Linked DNA regions of Rattus norvegicus: region 1 is linked to region 2. Evidence: chromatin contacts called from public Hi-C data. All regions are on one chromosome and are shown on one strand. Each heading gives the region's core, a stretch centred on a gene start, on an enhancer-like site or on the middle of the called end of the contact. The rest is flanking DNA. Distances are from core to core; before and after follow the strand shown.

What was found. A called contact is a pair of places that touch in the nucleus more often than the background predicts.
Region 1: a Hi-C map of liver shows a contact between it and region 2, with 3 times the contacts expected there. The contact joins two enhancer-like sites. A contact is called at or near these places in 2 of 12 Hi-C or Micro-C datasets (kidney and liver).

What each region holds. Positions count from the first base shown.
Region 1 is chr17:4,191,850-4,195,029 of GRCr8, reverse strand. LOC100912124 (a long non-coding RNA gene) reads right to left here. Exons shown (of 10, transcript XR_001841748.3): 4 at 3,116-3,180. Among named protein-coding and RNA genes, the nearest start is that of Dapk1, 97 kb to the right of the region's middle. Within about 2 kb of position 1,734, at least 17 of the 93 cell types and tissues checked have an H3K27ac peak or open chromatin away from gene starts, as enhancers often do. A contact at or near this core is called in liver, where this site is marked.
Region 2 is chr17:4,040,105-4,043,310 of GRCr8, reverse strand. The region is part of intron 2 of Dapk1 (death associated protein kinase 1); the gene reads left to right. Among named protein-coding and RNA genes, the nearest start is that of Dapk1, 55 kb to the left of the region's middle. Within about 2 kb of position 1,845, at least 12 of the 93 cell types and tissues checked have an H3K27ac peak or open chromatin away from gene starts, as enhancers often do. A contact at or near this core is called in liver, where this site is marked.

The sequences.
Region 1 (3,180 bases), core at 485-2,984, 150 kb before region 2:
CTGCTCAGGGCATGGCTGGTCTGCTCAGGGCATGGCTGGTCTGCTCAGGGCATGGCTGGTCTGCCCAGGGTATGACTGGTCTTCTCAGGGCATGGCTGGTCTTCTCAGGGCATGGCTGGTCTGCTCAGGGCATGGCTGGTCTGCTCAGGGCATGGGTGGCCTGCTCAGGGTATGGCTGGTCTTCTCAGGGCATAGCTGGCCTGCTCAGGGCATGGCTGGTCTGCTCAGGGTATGGCTGACCACTACCAGCCTCTTAGCTTTAAGCCACTTAACTTCACTCAGGTTCTCAACTTTGTGCCTTCACTTTAGGCCAGCACTGCCAGCCTTTTATTCTCTGCTCACTGCCCAGCCCCTTCTAGAATCCTCACAGCTGCCTGTTCCCTGCTTCCCTTCTCTTACCTCCTCTGTCCCCGAGCCAAAACTGGAGCAGGCCCCGTCCATTCCCTCTAATCTAGGCAGCCCTGTTAGAGTTGCTTGTGAGCAGACACGGGGCTGGTGCTGTTTCTAGTAACTGTCACCTGCCCTTCCTGGTAGAGAGAAGGGGAAACGTTCACGGATCTACATGCTGCTTTTAGGTGAATGGGGTGCTGGGGAATTTTCTTCTGCCTGCTGCATTCAAGGCAGTCATTCCTCCAGAGTGGCTTGTTTTAAGCGGCACATGCTGCTGCCGTGTGGCATCAATGCAGTTTGTGTGCTGCATTGTGATTGAAGGGGTACCGTGCAGAGCGATGCTATTAGGGAATTGTGGAAGTCCTCAGAAGTCTGAGTTAGGGGAGCTCCTGTGGGCCCTAGGGTTATGCCCTCTGGAAGTAGTTCTTCAGTGAAGGACTGTTTTTAAAACTTGAGTTTGGCCTCCAGCCCAGCCCTCTCTGCTTCTGGTTTGAAGCCTAATCGTTTGTTGGTTGTAGCCAGAGAGTCCACCCACCATGAGGTGAGGTAGCCAAAGGGAAGCCAGGAATCTCTGTCCTCCAAACTGCAGGGTAAGTGGATGTTTTCTCCTTAAACCTTAGCAGCCTCAGGTGCTCTGTGGCAGTGACAAAATTCTAACTAACACCCTTCCTTGTGCCGTGGAAGGTATCCTGTCTGCAGCCCCCACCAGCCCAGAGAAAACAGAATGGAGAAGGGTCTGATGACCTATCCCTGGTCGTGCCAGCAGCCTTCTCAGAACAGGGGTGTAGGAGGATACTGTGCTTCTTCTCTGTGCTTTGAATCCTGGGGTCTCAGTTTTTTTTTTTTTTAAATGATACTTTTTTTTTCCTTTCTGGCTTTTTTTTTTTAAAGATTTATTCTATGTATGTGAGTACACTGTAGCTGTCTTCAGACACACCAGATGAGGGCATTGGATATCATTACAGGTGGTTGTGAGCCACCATGTGGTTGCTGGGATTTGAACTCAGGACCTCAGGAAGAGCAGTCAGTGCTCTTAACCTCTGAGCCATCTCTCCAGCCCCTCTCTCAGTTTTTAATGAGGGAAGCTCAGAGTTCACAGCAACTCGGCTGTCATCGTTGGGTTGTATGTTTGGCCAGTAACTTAGGCCACATTTGGCAAGCACAGCTCAACCTTTCCTGGAATCTTGTCTTTATCTATAAGCCAGCAGGACTTCTGGCAGGCTCACAGTATGCATTGGACAAGGCAAATGAAATTGCCCAAGTTTGTCAACAATCCAAGGCTGCATGATCTGGGACAGAGGGAGCTGCTGGCTCAGCAGGATGGGTGAACAAGAGTGGGGAAACCTTCTCATTGCAAGCCTGAGCCCTGGGAGGGCTGAGATGAACTAGACCTGACAAGCACTCGGGTCATGTCTGGACTTGCACAGATGGAATTTTAAGCACATAAAAACACTGGGGTGCGGGTGCCAGGAAGCTAGCTTTCACAGCAGAGTTCCGTGGGTCCTGAGAAAACAACAAGAGCCCATGAGCCCGTGCCTTGGCAAAACAATGCCTACTGTTCTGACAGCCAGGAAGATGAGGCTCCTTAGAAAACAACTATGGAAGCTCCACACTGAGACAGGAGCATGAAAAGTAGGAATGGAGACTGATGAGTGCTCTCTGTCTCTCTGTCTCTGTCTCTGTCTCTGTCTCTGTCTCTGTCTCTGTGTCTCTGTCTGTCTGTCTGTCTCTCTCTCTCTCTCTCTCTGGGTGTGTGTGTGTGTGTGTGTGTGTGTGTGTGTGTGTGCAGGAACCTGTACGTGGATACTGTAAACCAACACCAAGTGTCTTCCTCAGTCATTTTCTACCTTATACATATAATATATATTTTTATTTATGTGAAGAAAGGGGCCGCCGTATGCTTACACAAGTGCAATGCCTAAAGAGTCCAGAAGATGGCAGCAGATTCCCCTGGATCTGGAGTTATGAGGGCTTGTGAGCTGCCATTTGGTGATGAGAACTGAACCGAGATCCTGTGCCAGAACAGCCAGTGCTCTTGAGTGCTGAGTCCTGGACCCTATTTTCTTAGGCAAAGTCTCTCATTGAACAGACTCTCCCTTCTGGAAACAGAAGGGAAGAGGCCCAGGGTAGCAGGGACGATTGGAGAACCATTTCAGTTACTACTCACGTAATGCTTTTAAAGTGTTTCAGAAAGGGTCTTAAAGACTGCTTGAAGAATCCCAAGTCAATGATCATGCGAGGGTATCATGATTAGTGTTAGCTGTGTACTGTACAGAATCTACAACCAACAGAGAGCTGGGCTTGTGATCGTGCCTGTCGGGGATAACCTTGACTACATTAATTGAGGTAGAAAGACTTGCCCACTGTGGGCGGCATTATTCCCTGGCTGGAATCCTGGACTGTTCATCCGTCTCTAATTCCTGACTGTAGATATGATGTTACCAGCTGCTTCAAAAATCCACCTGACTTTCTCACATGATAGACTCTACCCTTAAACTGTGAGTCAGCACGGACCCTACTTTTAAGCTGATCCTGTCAGAGTGCTGTATAACAGCGACAGCAGAGAAAAGTGGAAAAACACAGGCCAGTGAAGAGCCTCTTCTCACGCTCTGTCTCAGCACAAGGGAGCCTTTCAGAAGGTCACCATGCCAACTGGTTAGCATCCTGAAGGTACCTCACATGAAGTCTTCTGTGTCAGCTATGGTTTGACAAGGGTACCACTCACCTTGATGTCCTGTCATGAAGACGTGGTTCCAGGGGGTGGAGTGGGGAGGCTCTCAGTTGTACCTG
Region 2 (3,206 bases), core at 596-3,095:
CTTAGCCACCGCCCCCACCCTTATAGGGGGAATATGAATATACATGTGTGCAAAAATATGTCACATGATCACATCCAACCCTTCCGTAGCCTTGGAGGATTTGAGCTGTCTCTATAGTCTGGTGGTGGGGGTGGGGGAGGTGGGTGGATGGGTGCTTGCCCTGTAACCTGGAGGAGGTGATTGTTGCCCTATAATCTTACACCGTGTCCTTCTGCTGCATCTCAAACAGTGTCCAGAGGGAAATTAACAGATCCCACTAAACCTAGCTCACGCAGTAATGGATGGCATGTCAGCCGTCCAAATTCGGAAGCCAGTTAGCTGCCTTTGCAGAGTGAAGGCTGTTTTGCTGCCTCTTAAGAATGAAGAATGATTTAGAGAGAGGTCTTCTCAGACATGCTGACCTGTTTCGCTCCCTGATGGAAACTGAGCTGAGTGCCGACCTCCTTAAGCTCTTCTGCTTCTTGCCTGACCAATGATAATGATCCGAAGTGAAGGTTCGAGAATGGGAGGCGAGCCCCAGCTGGCCCGTAGAGCCAGGGCAGAGGCTCTCTCCTATGAGTCATTAGGTGTTTAGCCAGGGCAGAAGCTGTCCTCTGCGAGCCATTAGGTGTTTATTCTCTCGTCTTAAGTCTTTTTGTATTTTTGAGACAGGGTCCCATTCTGTAACCCAGGCTGGCCTGGAACTTCTTACGTAGTCCAGAGCTGTTTATTTGACATTACTGGTTTTTTTTCTCCCTCAAAAACCCGCTCACCGTTATGTATTTGTTGTTTCCTATAGCTCCTAGTTACATGAAAATACTGATTATTTATTTCATGTGTGTGAGTACATTGTAGCTGTCTTCATGCACACCAGAAGAAGGCATTCAATCCCATTAGACATCGTTGTGAACCACCATGTGGTTGCTGGGAATTGAACTCAGGACCTCTGGAAGAGTAGTCGGGTGCTCTTAACCACTGAGCCATCTCTCCAGCCCTCACAAATACTGATGTTCATCACATGCCAGGTATTCTGCTGAGCCCTGTCTATGCCTTCTTTCATACTCTATTGTTGTCTCTGACTGTGTTTACAGTTCTGAGTGGAAGAGTGAAGGGCTAAGGCAGTCTATGACAAGGGGAGGGGACTGTAAGAGGGTGTGACTTTCACTGCTATTTCCTGTGAAAGAGGAGGACTCAGCATTCCTGCATATTGCTGGGCTGCCCTGACCCCTATTAATGCAGCTTGTGAAAACAGAAGTTGTAATTCATTAGAGCTGGAGAGGGGCCTGGAGGTTTGGTCCTCTAAGGTATTCTTCCTGAGGTACACACTTACAGTAACATCTCCACTAAGAATGACCAGTGTGATTATTAACAGTATCATAGTTCTTTTGTGGCTCTCAAAGGAACAACAACAACAACAACAACAACAACAGAAAAACAAGCCTTGACTTACTCAGTGTCACCTAATACAGGACAAGGGCCAGACCTAGGCGCAAAAATACAAGGTCAGGATATGGGGACAGGAGATGCCTCTTATTTCAAAGAAGACAGGCTAGATGGATATGCACAGAGAGATATTTCAAGAATGATATACGTAGGTCTGGGGCAGTGATCATATACTCTATCTGAAGCCGGAGAGCTCAACCCAGAGCTTTGATAGATGCTTGGCTTAGCTGAAGTAAGGAGTTGGCTTCACTTTGTCACCACACGAAATCAGGAGTCACGAGGCGGATGCTTGGCCATTGTGGATGTCAAGAGTCATGGAAAAGCTGCCTCTGGCTAAAGGCAGAAGAGATAATCCTGTGCCCTTTGCCTTCCTAATAGTTTGCTGTCTCCAAAGCAGTGACCCCAAGGGCTCAGTCATTGTAGGAGGCCTCTGCTGACTGGACTGACACAGATCAGGCCTGCATTGTGTCATACAGGGGACTTCCAGAGGGTGTCGGCATGTCCTTTTAGAGGTCAGTGTGGAAAGACTATGACCTGATCCCTATGCATTTAGTTGCCTGGGTGGATGGGAAAGTATCAAGAAAGCCAAGTTCACTGAGGAACGTTCCAGAGTTCATGTGGGTAGTTTACTGAAGAAGTGGATGAACTGCTTATGAAATAATAGAGTTTCTTTCAAAACAAGTTATTATGACATTAGAACCCTGTATCTCCGTGAAGTAATTGTGGACAAAGTCATGGGGAACAGCATGGACTTAAGCAACGCTTGTTGGCCTCTCTTCTCCCACGGGGTGGGTGCCAAGCCAATCTGTAGCTGATTATTGTCTTGAATGTGTACTCAAATTAGCTGTGAGCGAGCCATCTGCTGGCTCCCCCAGCCTCCAGTGACTGGTGCTGGGAAGGGAAAGTCTTGCCAGGACGCAGACCATCCATTAAGCTGATGATAACAGAGAAGAGGGGACTGGGGGAGGGATGAGAAAGAGAGGGTGGTAGGCCTGTGTTGGTCTCCTCTCCTCTAGGTCTTTCCTGCTTACGTATTCCTTGCAGATAGAGAAAGACCAGCTGTGGGTCAGGGGAACCTGTGTTAAATCGGAGATGCTGGAATTGACATAAGGAACCCGCCTCGGTTGGGATGCATTTTGTAGTCCCTTGAGAATCCGGAGCTGTCAGTCTCCCCATCTCCACTGGCATGCTTGATTTGAGCCCCCAGGGTCCCTATGGATGAGGTTACGCCTCAGCTCATCTGATGGACTTTGGATGCCTGTGATGTCATCCGGGTGTGCCTCGAGAGTTCGGAGCTGTGCTCAGGGATCTTGCGGGCTAGTGACTGTTTCTCCAATGCTGCTCCATCCTGCTGAGGATGCTTGTTCACATTCAGTTCCTGTTAGTACCCACGGATGCCCCAGGAAGCTGATGCTGTTCACTGCAAACCAGCACTATAAAAAAAAACGGAGCCTCCAAGGAGGGGGCAGTGTCAGTCCAAGGCCTTAGGGCCATCGAGTAAGCAGATCAGAAAGTAGTTATGGGTCCAGCTCCTCGGTCTGTGACGAATTGACTCTGCAAAGAACAGTGTTGGGTGAGGCTGACCAGGAATGACACATTGAATGCCCAGCTAGAGAGCACAGTGCCACCCACAGAGACGGCCATGTCTCCCTTGGCCCGCTTTGCCCTTGGTAACACGGGCCAGTGCTGCCAGATGCCTGAGTCTTCTGGCAACTCTAGGCTTCAGAGCTTTAAAATACAGAGATTGGACTCAGCGGTTTAAGGCCGTGGCTCAAACAAACAGT